5 separate regions of the Mus musculus genome follow, and regions 1, 2, 3 and 4 are each linked to region 5. A link is a contact called in public HiCAR-type, HiChIP or PLAC-seq and promoter capture Hi-C data. All regions are on one chromosome and are shown on one strand. Each heading gives the region's core, a stretch centred on a gene start, on an enhancer-like site or on the middle of the called end of the contact. The rest is flanking DNA. Distances are from core to core; before and after follow the strand shown.

Region 1 (2,700 bases), core at 9-2,508, 1.3 Mb before region 5:
AGCTGTGTCAAGTTGACACAAAATTAGCCAGTACAGCATCCCATCTGCAATAGTGTCTGGATTTAGTGTATGCATGTGGGATGGATCCCCCGATGCCAGGAATGCAAGAGCCTCCCAGGACCCCATGGTGATGACATTAGCTGAAATATCCCAGAAAAGAGTGATAGAACCTGTCTGAGACCACATCCAGAGGTTAGGCAAGCCCTGCACCCCCCCCCCCCCCGCCCCGGTTGAGGGATGGAGCCACCCACCTGTCTCCAAAATTTTAACCCAGAATTGCTCCTGTTTCTAAGAACTACCTGACATCCTACCAAAGAGAGTTAAGGCCCAGAGTTTGGTGATGGACTGATACTGAAACAGTGGATAAAAGGTGACTGAGTGAGCTGGTAATGTGCAAGGAAGAGTGAGACAACAACACACAGAAGCACCCAAACCAAGTATGAGCCCAGACAGCTCCCTAGTGAGTCCTTTTCTGGACAGTAGCACTTGCAGGTGCAACTCTGGGTTTAGAGGAAAGTAGAAAAACAGAAAGAGAGGAAGAACCAAGGAAAGGCAGGAATGCAGATATCCCAAGGGTGAGGACCCAGGAGAGATGCAAAGACAGAGATGATCAGAATCCAGAGCTAAAGCCTTACACATGGACAAGTTGGATAATATAAAGATATCACTCTGGGTTTCATCCCCCTAGGGATCCTCAATTACAGATCTCTTGATCATAAAGTGACAACCAATAGAACATTCTCCAACATTTTAAGTGGATAGTTGACTTAAACTTTGTACCAAAGTTGCATACAGCCCAACTTCTGTTGATTCTTGTATTAGTCTAGAACCACTAAGGTGCTGGGATAGATGAAGTGGATGACAGAGAATGCATCAATGAAAGAATATCAAATCCATAATACTTGATTCATAATTACATAATACTGAATAAATAATTCTACCGTGTTTAATCACAATAAACCTCAGATTTCAAAGAGACCTTATTTCTATAACTTTTCACCATTTCCAGACAAAGTGCAGGAAGCAACAAAAGATATGACAAGTACTAAGCATTTGCTGATACTCGAAGCTTGGGCTTTCTGATCCATGAGGACAGAACATGAAGCAACACCTGAGGCAAGCCATCAGTGCTTACATCGATGTCTTCTTTCATTTTGATTATGAGGTTTGCTGGTTTTAACGAACCTCTGCTAGCTATCATTATAGGGAAGTTTCCAGGCCTAACATAGTTCCTGTATTTTAGAAGTGGTTAATGCCTGTCAGACACTAGTGTAAGTCATTGTGAGTGTGCCAGGAAATCAAAGCCCCAAAGTTGAGGAAGAGGTATTTACCGTAATGCAACAATGGAAGATAGTTAAAGTCCGTGCAGTCCCTAACCCAAAGCTATGGGCTAATTTAACCCTTTGTATTTTCAGGACTAATATGGCTCATTCTCATTACACTTTGAATGCATTGCTATTATCCCTAGATCATAGGACAGGGCTGAGGTGCCGATGACTTTCTTTAGATCACACAACTAGTGACAGTACAAACTAAGTTCCCATAATATCTTGCTAGTTCACTGGGGTGACAGTTAAAGAAGATCAAATACAAACAGGGGCCAGGTTCTTGTGTTTGCAATGGGTCTGCAGAAATCAATGAGTCAGCTTGTGGAAAGATTAAAATCATTTCCAATTATCAAGAACACAAAAGCACAACTGAGTACCTCTAAGAAAGAGGAGGGGTTTGTTTGCTCCTATTCACTGAGAGAATGGCGTTTTTGTTTACACTCCATCTCCTGTGTTTTCCATGAATTCCACACCAAGTGGACTCAACTCATTTCTAATGATACCACTTCTTGATGGTATCACTTCCTCTCATTGCTTGAATATAAGAGGATGCCCCTGCCCACCTTGGCCTTGTGTACTGGGGGCTGAGCTGCCTTCTGATGGCCTTTGAGGTTGATCTGGAGAGCTCACACATATCAATGCATTGACCCCTTGATGAATTTATAATATGGTGGAGTCATAGGAAGACAGGGTCCAGTACAGGAAAATAGGCCACAAGGAGACTGCCCTTGCCCTCAGAACAACTTCACAGCTATAGCTTGACCTAGTACCACATAAAAACCCTTTCCTCTGTTTCCTGTCTACCATGAGGTGAGCAGTTTCTTCCACAAGCCCTTTTCTGCCCTGATTCACTCCACCATGGGAAGGGCCCTCTGAAACCACAAAGCAAAACAAACTTAAGTTCTGTATCAGATATTTGGTCACTGCAATGCAAAAGTAATTACCATACTTCTCCTTGTATAATTTGTTATAGACCACAGCACCGCAAGATAAATGTTAAATTTCTTGGTGTCACCCATGAAGGGCTTCTCCATAAATGTGCTCTCTGCTGACTTCTAAGTCATTTCTGCCAACTTCTTCCCCTGCATCACAAGTCTACAGCTAACATGGACTTTTTTGCCTAGCCTCTCATATACAATATTTTAAAGAAACAAGTTTTTCTTTTCTTCAAGCCACAATGTGAAGACAATTTGCCTTGAAGCTAACATAGAGGCTGTATAGCAACAATGATTACAGAATTATAATGCCTAATGCTAAATGTTTGGCCCAGCAATCTTGAATTTAATCAGTCCTCTCTGTGCTCAGTCATGTGCTTTTATTTTTGAGGACTACACTCCATCTGTTAGCGGCTCTCTGTTCTTTGGCTCTAGCC
Region 2 (2,700 bases), core at 54-2,553, 1.5 Mb before region 5:
AAGGGAACAAAGTCATTTAATATATGAAACTAGAATGAAATGGCTATAGAATATAATCGAAGGTATTCTATCCTCGTACTTTTTTTTTACAAGAAAAAATGTATTTGTTAATATGGCACATAAAATACATTAATCAGTAGATTGTCAAGAAGGGCTTGGTTCCATTCTTGGGTGGGTCTGTTTAATCATGTCTTCAGGTAGGAAACAATCCATTTAGTTTACAATTAAACACTTTTTTTTTATATATTGCCCACATTTTTTATGCATTTGGAACCCTAGACTAAGATTTACAAAAAATAAAATAATTACATTGGTCTCTGTCTAAATTTGAAAGGTATCTACTAGAGGAACAGGCATTTTAAGAAATAAGATTCACAATAAAGCCAAACTGTAAAGTTATCCCTCAACAAATGAACCCTCTTTCTTTATAAAGCTGTGTTTAATATTCAGCTTGATTCAGAATCATTTTCACTGTAGTCTCTATTATTTAAATGTATGTAAATGGTAACTGGAGGTTGGAGGGAGGGCGCTTGTTCTTTCCAGCAAGTGTTAGCAGTCAAGTTGGACTGATGATGTGTGCTGCGTTAACTAAGCAGTTAGACCAGGTTCTTATGTACATTCTCACAATAATGTTACCAGTGATGCCGGTGTATTAGCATTTTTCTAAGTAGTGCAAAAAATAGTATTTGGATAAAGCAAACAACAATAAAAACAAACAGACATGAAGGGCAGAAAGCGACTTGCCCATGCCGCTTACCACCCTCACTCATTCAGAGCTGGCACCCTCTGGGATCAGCAGGTTCCTACACGCGTTGGGCAAAGCAAGGCGCTGTGCAGGGCCAGGGCGTGCCCACCTGCAAACCGCTGGTTGTCTGGAGCCTGCAAACACCTTGCGAGTTCCGGGGAGGCTCCGGAGATGTCTGTCTCAGACTGCTCAGCTCAAAGCTTTAGACACAACGCTGCCAGCGTCCAGAAGGTTTTCAGCGTGTCAGCAACTTCACTTTACAGAGCTAGCTGGTGGAGGACCGAGGAAACCCCTCCAGCCATACGCTGGCCAGAAGCCACCGCTGCCCTAGAGCACCTTTTGTTCTGACCACTGATTCGAGTGGTGGCGGCCTTGCCAGGCGTGCAGGGGCACCGCGATCTCTGCTTCCAGAGGCCACCTCCCGCCCTGGGCGCCCAGCCCTGAGCCGGCGGCCCGGAGCTTGCACGGCGGAGACACGCCCCTTGCCTCCCCGCGGAGCACAGACTCGCCCGGGCTCCTAGGCTCCGCCCACCCCGCTGGGAGCCTGGCTTTCTCTCCTGCCCCCTGCACTCGAGACCCAGCCGAGCGCGGAGACGAGCTGCAGCCTTCATGGACTGTGAGCGGGGTACAGGGTAGGTAGTACGCCAGGGTCCGAGGCCACGCGCTCTCCAAAAGACCTCCAAGGTTGAGCGCGGGCTCAGAATGTGGCCGGAAGAAGAGTCGCGGCGTCCCTGGTGAAGGTCCCGGGTTGCAAGGTAGGGAGTAGGCAGATGGCCAGGCAAAGTTGATCAGAGAGGAGGTGGTTGGCCTGCGCCTTCGGGCCGCTGGGAACAGCCGAACTACTTGGACTTGACCCGCCGCGCCCCAGGCGCTCTGAGCAGCGCCTATCAGTCGCCCTGCGCGGGAGCGCACTTGCAAACTTGGTGGAGGTGCCCTGCGCGTCCTGTTGTGTAACCTCCGCGCCGCCAGCTGGACCGGGAAGTTGCCCGCACGTCCTTCAGCTTAGATCGGTCGCAGCTCCGGGCGAATTTCATGGCCCGCGACAAAAGCGCGGCCAGAGCCGGCGTGGGCGAGCCCCTGCGCGCTCCGACCCGTGGGGAACTCCCGCGCGCGGTCCCTGGCCTGCGCCTCCGATGCGCGCTGAGTCTCTCGCCGCTGCTGCCCGCTCGCCGCGGTCTGCCCTTTCTAGTAGCTGCCTGAGTTGGAAAGAAGAGGATGACCGAGGTGCCTTGGTCGGTTGTCCCCAACGGGACGGATGCTGCCTTTCTGGCGGGCCTGGGCTCGCTTTGGGGAAACAGTACTGTCGCCTCAACTGCAGCAGTTTCCTCTTCATTCCAATGTGCCCTGACCAAGACCGGTTTCCAGTTCTACTACCTGCCGGCTGTCTACATTTTAGTGTTCATCATAGGCTTCCTAGGCAACAGCGTGGCTATCTGGATGTTCGTTTTCCACATGAAGCCTTGGAGCGGCATCTCCGTGTACATGTTCAATTTGGCTCTGGCTGACTTTTTATACGTGCTCACCCTACCAGCCCTCATCTTCTACTACTTCAACAAGACTGACTGGATCTTCGGGGATGCTATGTGCAAGCTGCAGAGATTCATCTTCCACGTAAATCTCTACGGTAGCATCTTGTTCCTCACCTGCATCAGCGCACACAGGTACAGTGGCGTGGTGTACCCTCTCAAGTCTCTGGGCAGGCTCAAGAAGAAGAATGCCATTTATGTCAGCGTGCTGGTGTGGCTCATTGTGGTGGTGGCCATCTCCCCTATTCTCTTCTACTCTGGCACTGGGACTCGGAAAAACAAAACTGTCACCTGCTATGACACCACGTCCAATGATTACCTGCGAAGTTATTTCATCTACAGTATGTGCACGACTGTGGCCATGTTCTGCATCCCTTTGGTGCTGATCTTGGGCTGTTATGGATTAATTGTTAAAGCTTTGATTTACAA
Region 3 (2,700 bases), core at 9-2,508, 1.4 Mb after region 5:
TTCCTTCCAAATACGTTGTCCTGGCTTTTGGCTACTCATTTTCCTAATCATCTGTCTCCCTGTTTGCCTCAGATTTTGCTTCTGCTACCTTCCCTCCCCAGAGAATCCCCTAGGCCTCATTTCTAGACCGTTTTCTGTACCTTTCTGACGTTGTTTCAAGATGTCTGTCAAGACTAGGGCTTTACCCACTCCACCAGGTTTATGCAGCTCACTCTCACTCAGCTTTACGTCCAGTTCTGATTTCCCATTGAACACTGTTGCCTCAAGCCTACAACTGTACTTTAAAGTCTAATGGGCTGTCTTCAAGATCAGTCTCCAAATTTTAATGTCCAAGGGCTCTACAGCTTTTCCCAGTAAATCATTTACTACGACTGCTCCATGACAGGAACCACCACCACCACAGGGACTTTAGCAGTCCTTTATCTGGTAGTAGACTGGCTGTCTAAGTGTCTCTTCTATGATTGAATTTCAGTGTCTTCTCTTGTTTCACTTAAAAAGAAAACACGAGAGGCAGGCGGATTTCTTTCTGAGTTCGAGACCAGACTGGTCTACAAAGTGAGTTCCAGGACAGCCAGGGCTATACAGAGAAACCCTGTCTCAAAAAACCAAAAAAACAAACAAACAAACAAAAAAAAAAAAAAACCAAAAAAAAAAAAAAAACAACCCCAAAACCCAAAACCAAAACAACTGGGGATACAGTTCAGTGGTAAGCACTACAATGCTTACCAAAGTTCGAACCCCAGCCCTGGAAAAACCCATCCTGGCTCTGCTCTGTTAAGGCCTCTCGGGCTTCTCTGCTCTTCCTGGGTATCCAGCCCGCCATACTGAATGAGGAGCTACTCTTGGGCCAGCCCTGTGGTGTCCCCAGCCCTGCGCCAGCCTCCAGGCCTGACCACCGCCGCCGCCAGGAGGGCAAATGAGGCGATGTCGCCTCCCTGGCCATTTCCCCTGTGGCCCGGCTGTCTTTCCGCCCCTGCGGGTCCTCTTCCAGGCCTGCCGCGATCACTCCGCTCAGGCTAGCCCACCCCGCCGGGCTGTGGCACCTGGACAAGGCGCAGATGGTTGTCTGCCCATTGCGACACCCGTGTCACCACGTTGGCCTCCCCTCGGTCGCGGTCCGGCGCCTGCGACCCGAGGCTCGCGGGCGGCCGCGCCATGTTCCGGCGTCCAGCAAGCCTTGCGGGCGCCCCCTGGTGGGCGGTAGGGGTCGCTGCGCTGCACGGCTCCGGGGTCCCCGCCCATTCTGGGCGTTTGCACTCTTGTCTCTGCGTGTCCTTGGTGGTACCAAGCCAGCCAGGACAGCAGAACAACACAAAAATGCCGTGAAAAGATAAGACATCTGTGTAAATATGCACAGTCTCTTATTCTTGCTACTTTTTCTATAAGCTTGTATTTTTATTATTTTGTTGTTTTTTACATTTTTGAGACAGGTTTCTCTGTGTAGCCCTGGCTATCCTGTAACTAGCTCCGCAGACCAGGCTAGTTCTAACTCAGAAATCCACTTGCCATATTTTATGGTGCTGGAGAGCACACCCAGAAACACATATGGCATCAACCTTTGTTTCTTTAGAAACAGGGTTTATGTTTCTAAAGGCTGGCCTCAGCGTCCTAATCTTTAGCTTCCCCCATACAGAGGCTTCTGCTGTGTTTCCGTGTGCCTGGCTTTCTAAATATTTTTAATGCCAAGAATAATAAAGGAAAGAGAGATGGAGATATACTTATTTGTTAAGCTGAAATGTGCATTGTGTAATAAATTTAACTTTGGCCCAAAGAGAGATCTGGCCTTTCCCATTGTGCCTGGCAATTCTAAAATATCTTACCTGATAAAATTATGTTTTACTCTGAGGCTTTTGAGCCTGTAAGAAAATCTAACAACCCACTTGTGGTGGTCCTCAGCTTGACCTCCAGAGGGGCTAACGACCGACCTGTTGGTGCATGGTAAAAACTCTGCACACAGGTGCTGGGAAGCATCACTGGCTGCATTGTTCCATGCTTTCTCACACCTGGTTGCTGAAAGGAATCAGTGTTGCTCAGGACTCCACAAGTGAACATGTTTTTAAAACCAAATACCCCACCTGAGGGTGCCCTTTGTCGCTCCCAAACTCTACAGTTAGTACTAGAAGCATTAGACGTCTTGGGACTATTGTTTAACTCTGTTTGGTTCATTATATTTAAAATGTTACAGGAGAACTTTCCTAACACTTGAGGCCCTGGGCTAGATCTCTATCTAGCATTGCAAAAATATAAAACAAAAAATGAAAATTCAAAAAAAAAACTTACCTTACAGAAATCAAATATATAACAGTGTGAATTAGTGTTTCCACACCCCATAGTTTTATGACTGACAGTAGCATATCACACTCACTTGTGAGGCCTTTGTTATTACTTGCTTATATGATGTGCACACACAGGTACCTATGTCAAAAGCACCAGAGAGGAAAAGAAGACATTACTCCTCTATCTCTATAGCTTTGTAAATGGACAATAGGAAAATAGTCCCTTAAAGATGTGAAGTATCTAGTTGTACTTTCATATCTACAGGACTAAGTCATCATGGGTATATCCCTCTTGAGTTCCAAGAACTGCTTGGAAAAGTTAGAAAACCAAGCTGACTAATCTCATCTCAAAACTACTGCAGTGAGCTCCGATCTTAGCTTTAATTTCCTGCGGAACCCCTGTAGTCTGTCTGTATCCCAGGCC
Region 4 (2,700 bases), core at 171-2,670, 1.4 Mb after region 5:
TGAAACTTAAAAGACGGGAAGAGGTTTTTCAAGACACAATTTTAAGTCGTCAACAGACGGCTTAAGAAAGACTAGTCTGCAATAATGCGTCTTAAAACATTCATTTTCTGAACAAGATCATAATGCCAGCAGTAAGCAACCCACATCTTAAAAAGCAACGTCTCTGTTGACAGAGAGAACCTTTGCTTCCCTTCACCGGCATTTAACACACTAGTTCATTTGGAGAGCATCAGGTTCTGTACGTTATAAACAGGTTGTATGCAGAGTACACAGGAGCTACGATGTCGTCTGCACACTGTGGAAACCCAAGCTTAATACAATTGTTTAAAAAAGCCGCACCAGGAAATAAAGTCTTATTCATATCTTCCTTTTCACAGGATAAAAGGAGGTAACTTGAATGCTCCAATGAGCAGTTTCTCAGCATTATTTTTCTACCATGATCAAAATGATGACAGAAGAGAGAAAAAAGTTATATATTTTTTATTTCATACCTCTGGCTATCACTTCAATGCTAAACTCTTAAAAAACAAAAATGAGATCGTAAGTTGATTCCAAGCTACAAACAAACAAACAAACAAAAAGTCTAGAGAAAGACTTGGGCTCCACAGTGAAGCAAAGCAAAACAGCTCTGCTCTTCAAGTGGCGTCTCCGACCCGGTACTGTTGCCATGGTATCCCGCGCAGGCGCAGAGAACACCTTCACAGCCCGGGCGTCGCTTCGGTAACCCATGATTTGTCGCTAGGAAAGGGCAGTTGGAGTAAATCCTTCTCGCACCTAATGCCCGGAGCTTTTTGAACAGTAAGACTCGCACCGGCAACTAAGGGCGCGCTTCTGGGACCGCAGAACTGCTTTCCAGGCGGCCAGAGCCAGGGGAGGTCTTGTGGGATCATTCCGCCGCGATGCGGGACCCTCCCGGTGGCTGGACCTCTGCCACCAACCAGGGCAGGGAAGGTCTTGCTCAGGCACAAAAGCCCACGCGCTCCATTAGGAGCTCACGAGCTACTGTGGTCCAGTTCCTGGGCCGAGGCACCCTGGCACACACCACAACCCGGTGCTCGCGGCTGAGATTGCCCAGAAAGAATTCGAGCACCTGCTCGCGCAACGCTGGAGAGGCAGTCCGGTGCTCCTCTTCCTGCTCCCGGCCCTCTCCCTGTCCCCCACCCCCACCCCCTCCAAAGCACTGACCTGCTCAGCTCTGAGTATCCCGCTGATGAAGGATCCTCGGAGTTTTTGTAACCGGCTCAACCTCCCAAATGCTGGAGTGATCTGCTAGTGTCCCGGTGTGACTCCAACCCCAATTCCTCCAAAACAGCCCCCCAGCCCAAGATGGGCACCACTACACACCAGCCAACAGAACCAACAGAGGAGCTCCAAGTAAAGACCAGCGCTGCCGCCACAACCTGCTTTCTCATTCAAATCCTCATGCTCACATTGGAGCACCCTCCCTCTTAACCCTCAGCTCAGGGCAAATCCGGAACTGGAGCGCGCGCGAGTGGACTGGAGCGCCATCGAGGAACAGGAGCCAAGAACTGGACGTGGACCCCTTATGAAGATGCTACTGCTAGGCATAGGCCAGAACCCCTGGGAATAAAGATCTTCTTCTGTCCTCCCTCGCAGCAAATTTCAAAGAATTCCAAGACCAGGGACACCTCTGATAGATTTTCAGTTTAGGTGGCTAGCGGGTTAAAGACGCTGCTGGAACAAAGTTGGAGAGTTCAGGGGAAGCGAACTGTGCAATGTTCTTACAAGAGTTTGAACCGCTTCAAAAATAAAACACCAAACGACTAATCCTTTCTTTCCTCCCCCTTCCCCCTCCCCCCTTCTCCCTTTCCAATAAATATAGCATCTGTTATTTTCAACTATCCATTTTGAGTAAAATCAAATTGAGGAACAGGGAGTGCAGGTTATAGGATGCTTTGTTATCCCTCAGTCTCTTCCAAATATCACTCGTTGGCATTAATTAACAAGCCAGTTAATTGTCAGTTCACCCGCTAGCGGGCTGGAAAAGCTAATGTGCTGTTAAAGAGCACACAGGCGGCAGCGGAACGTTTGCACCCAGCAAGTGTTCAAAAGCTGAGTAAAGATGAGATCTGAGCGCACTAACAGTAGAAAGGGAATAGCGTGCTGCGGAGTGATCCGGCTTCAAGATTCCAGGACTTGGCTTTTATCAGTCTTGATTCAACCTGTCCTATTGTTAGTTCAAAGCCTAACTGGGAGGAACTGAGGACAAGACCCTCCGTGTACCATTCAAAGTAAAACTTCCCTCCAGTAAGAAAGTCAGGAGCTCTGGCATGGCAACATGGAATTAGCAGGGGTTGTCTGGGCCTGGTGACAACATAAACAAAAGTCTTTTTTTCTTCCATGAGTGAATTTGTTCAGGAAGTAATAAAGGAGAGTCTGAGGCTGGAGAGATCACTAGTCCTCTTTGACTGACAGTGGGGGAGTGGGAGGAGGGATGCTCAGTGACCTCTCAGCACAAGATATAGTATTTCACCTTTTCATCCGTCTTAGCCTAGCCGATACCATAGAAACAACCCATTTGTATTATTCAGTTCAACAGAGGCAATTACAATGTGACGGCAAAGCATCATGGGCAAAAAGAAACTTTATCCTGAAAGCTATCCTGGACGCTTGGAAAAAAAAGAAAGAAAAAAGCAACCAGACTAGTTACAGACTACAAGGAAGAATTCAATTTAGAAA
Region 5 (2,700 bases), core at 147-2,646:
AATGAAAAGAGAAAAATCAATGCTCACTTCCACATGGCAGGTGAATAAACAACACTGGCATTTGCTAAAGTGGAAGTTTGGGGATGGGACTGGGATCAAGGGGTCAACTAATAAAAAAAGCCTAGCCCTGAGGTGTGCACATATGAAATCCCAGCACTGGGAATGAAAAGAGGACTAGGAGTACAAGGTCAGCCTGCACTATGTAGCATCAATATCCAGGGCACAAGTTACGTGTGTCCTGTGTATATCTGGAAAGATCCGCTTATTGAACTTATTTGTTTAGGTATTTCTTTCCCCCTATTAGAATGCAAAGGTCTTTAGCATTCAAAAAAGCATGTATGAAACAGTGTCCAAACACTTAAAGATTCTGCGCAATGATGGAGTTACTTAGACCAGGTCACTCAAAAACCATTATGTTTGCTGGGTTGGTGGTGCACACCTCTAATCTCGGAGGTAGGTGGATCTCTGTGTGTTCAGGGCCAACCTGATTTACAGAGCAGGTTCAGAACAGCCAAGGCTACACAAACCCTGTCTCAGGTAAAACAAAACAAAACAAAACAAAACAAAACAAAACAGACAACAAAAACACGATGCTTCCTATACTACAGGTCTTCAAGATACAAACCAAACTGACAATTTCCTGATGAAATTAGCCAAATACTTCTCTACAGCGTCTTCCTTTCAATAAGTCTTAAAAGAGGCGCTGCTAGTCAACAGAAAATTCAGAACAGAAAGGGAGAAAAAAAAAAAAAAAAAGACCAGCATATGACTCACTTTAATGCTAATACTATTACCTAAACTACTTTTTTCTCCAAGATCTACACACTTAAGACAGTGTTTTAATGCTTTTGTTGGCTGCTTCGGGGAAAAAACTTAAAGGTGACAGCAAGCATTCTAAATGATTGCATCCCCTAATAAGAGTCGGCTTGGCTAGAGTCTGAATTTAGCATTCACCCTCAGTTCAGTTCTCAAGTCCGTAAACAGAGCATGCATCGGCTGCAGCAGTGATGGCTTGGGATGGAGGCGCAACCCATCGGGTGACCCGTTACCCGGGGCTCGACAGAGGTTGCATCGAGCTCGAGCAAACGCCAGGGAGAGCAAACGCGTCCTGACGAGACCTCCATACCTCCTGCCTCTCAGCCTCCTTGTTCTTCTGCGTCTGCTTCTTGGCGTACCACAGGCCGATCTCGCGACCCTTAAGGTGTGCGGGATGCCGGCCCCGGCCGCCGCGGCCCCCTCCGCCGCCGCCCGAGCCCCGGCTCCCTCCGCCGCCGCCGCCGCTGGAGCCCTGGCCGGAGCCCCGTGGGCCCCCATCGCGGCTCCAGCTCTGATGATAGTCGTAGCTCATTGTCGGAGCCGACTAGCAGCTCTGCCAAAACTCAACCGCTGAAAATGGCGTCCGGGCCCGGAAGCGGGCGCACATTCCCCTCTGCTTTGCTTCCGGCGCCCAGCGCGAGAGGGCGGGACGTTGAGTGTCACAAGCAGACATTTCCGGTGACGTCACGGACGGCGCCAGCGGTGTGAGCCGCGGTTCGTGTTCTGGCCAGAAACTTAGCTCCTGGGTGGGCGTCCTTCGGATGGCGGGGAATTTAAACTAGCCTGAGAAAATGTGGAAATTTGAGTGAATTTTAATTACTTTGTTAAACCTAGAACTTATTTGCAAAGCCATGCAAATACATACCCAACAAAACCATCGACCATTGTGTACTCTGTCCTCAAAGACCAAAGAAGTTCTTATTTCTTAGAAAACGCCTGGCACCTCTTTCAGTCAAATATACGCACCCAAATACCTTCTTTAAAGACTCTCTAATACTAGGCTTGGAGAGACGGCTCAGCCGTTAAGAGCACTGACTGCTCCTCCTAGAAGTCATGAGTTCAATTCCTAGCAACCACATGGTTGCTCACAACCATCCATAATCAAATCCCATACCCTCTTTTGGTGTGTCTGAAAACAGCTATAGTAAACTCATATACATAAAATAAATAAATCTTAAAAAAAAAAAAAAACTTTAATCCTGGAACTTGGGTGTCAGCTCAATTGATAAGAGTGCTTGCCTGGCATGGTTTTAATCCCAAACAGTATAAACGGTGTTGTGGTGCAGGTATGCAATCTCAGCAAACAGCAGATGGAAGATGATAAATCAGAATTTGACCCTTAGCTGTATAATGAGTTTGAGGCTGTCATAGGTTACTTGTATCTAATCTGGCAGTTCCTCAGAAAATTAGAAATAGTTCTACCTGAAGACCCAACTATACCACTCTTGTGAATATATGAGAAGATGTCCTACCATACCACAAGGACATGTGCTCCACTATGTTCATAACAGCCTTATATGTAATTGCCAGAAGCTGGAAACAACCAAAGAATGGATACAGAAAATGTGGTTCATTTACTCAGTGGAATACTATTCAGCTATTAAAAATGAGGACATCATGAATTTTGCATGCAAATGAATGGAACAAGAAAATATCCTGATCATCGAAGTAATCCAGACCCAAATGGACATGCATGGTACGTACTCAATGATAAGTGGATATTAACTAAAAAAGTACAGAATACCTAGGATACAATCCACAGTACTTAAAGTTTAACAAGCAGAAAGGCTCAAATGAGGATGCTTCAATCCCACTTAGAAGGGGGAAGAAAATAATCATGGGGGCAGAGGGATGGAGGTAGCCGAATGGAAGGGGGAGGGGAAA

What was found. Promoter capture Hi-C pulls out the DNA fragments that hold promoters and counts their contacts. HiCAR-type assays count read pairs that join an accessible place to other places. HiChIP or PLAC-seq counts read pairs in DNA pulled down with a chosen protein or histone mark.
Region 1: a contact with region 5 is called in an H3K4me3 HiChIP or PLAC-seq map of bone marrow-derived macrophages, with 6 times the contacts expected there. The contact joins the enhancer-like site here to the promoter of Dhx36 in region 5. A contact is called at or near these places in 1 of 39 promoter capture datasets (hippocampal neurons), 4 of 115 datasets of contacts at active chromatin or transcription factors (bone marrow-derived macrophages, embryonic forebrain, forebrain and 1 more) and 1 of 9 other capture datasets (adipose tissue).
Region 2: a HiCAR-type map of astrocytes shows a contact between it and region 5, with 5 times the contacts expected there. The contact joins the promoter of P2ry1 here to the promoter of Dhx36 in region 5. A contact is called at or near these places in 1 of 39 promoter capture datasets (hippocampal neurons) and 1 of 115 datasets of contacts at active chromatin or transcription factors (astrocytes).
Region 3: a promoter capture Hi-C map of hippocampal neurons shows a contact between it and region 5, with 8 times the contacts expected there. The contact joins the promoter of E130311K13Rik here to the promoter of Dhx36 in region 5. A contact is called at or near these places in 5 of 39 promoter capture datasets (the C10 cell line, frontonasal cranial neural crest, hippocampal neurons and 2 more) and 2 of 115 datasets of contacts at active chromatin or transcription factors (embryonic limb bud and large pre-B cells).
Region 4: a promoter capture Hi-C map of hippocampal neurons shows a contact between it and region 5, with 6 times the contacts expected there. The contact joins the promoter of Plch1 here to the promoter of Dhx36 in region 5. A contact is called at or near these places in 2 of 39 promoter capture datasets (cranial neural crest and hippocampal neurons) and 2 of 115 datasets of contacts at active chromatin or transcription factors (astrocytes and embryonic forebrain).

The regions. Positions count from the first base shown.
Region 1 is chr3:61,240,338-61,243,037 of GRCm38.p6, forward strand. No RefSeq gene overlaps it. Among named protein-coding and RNA genes, the nearest start is that of Rap2b, 120 kb to the right of the region's middle. Within about 2 kb of position 1,259, at least 16 of the 459 cell types and tissues checked have an H3K27ac peak or open chromatin away from gene starts, as enhancers often do. A contact at or near this core is called in bone marrow-derived macrophages, where this site is marked.
Region 2 is chr3:61,001,482-61,004,181 of GRCm38.p6, forward strand. It overlaps P2ry1 (purinergic receptor P2Y, G-protein coupled 1), which reads left to right and starts at 1,304. Exons shown (of 2, transcript NM_008772.5): 1 at 1,304-2,700. The coding sequence starts at 1,961.
Region 3 is chr3:63,928,214-63,930,913 of GRCm38.p6, forward strand. E130311K13Rik (RIKEN cDNA E130311K13 gene) reads right to left here and starts at 1,259. Exons shown (of 5, transcript NM_177856.5): 1 at 1,044-1,259. The coding sequence starts at 1,157.
Region 4 is chr3:63,898,042-63,900,741 of GRCm38.p6, forward strand. Plch1 (phospholipase C, eta 1) reads right to left here and starts at 1,421. Exons shown (of 24, transcript NM_001370984.1): 1 at 1,186-1,421.
Region 5 is chr3:62,505,592-62,508,291 of GRCm38.p6, forward strand. It overlaps Dhx36 (DEAH (Asp-Glu-Ala-His) box polypeptide 36), which reads right to left and starts at 1,397. Exons shown (of 25, transcript NM_028136.2): 1 at 1,127-1,397. The coding sequence starts at 1,348.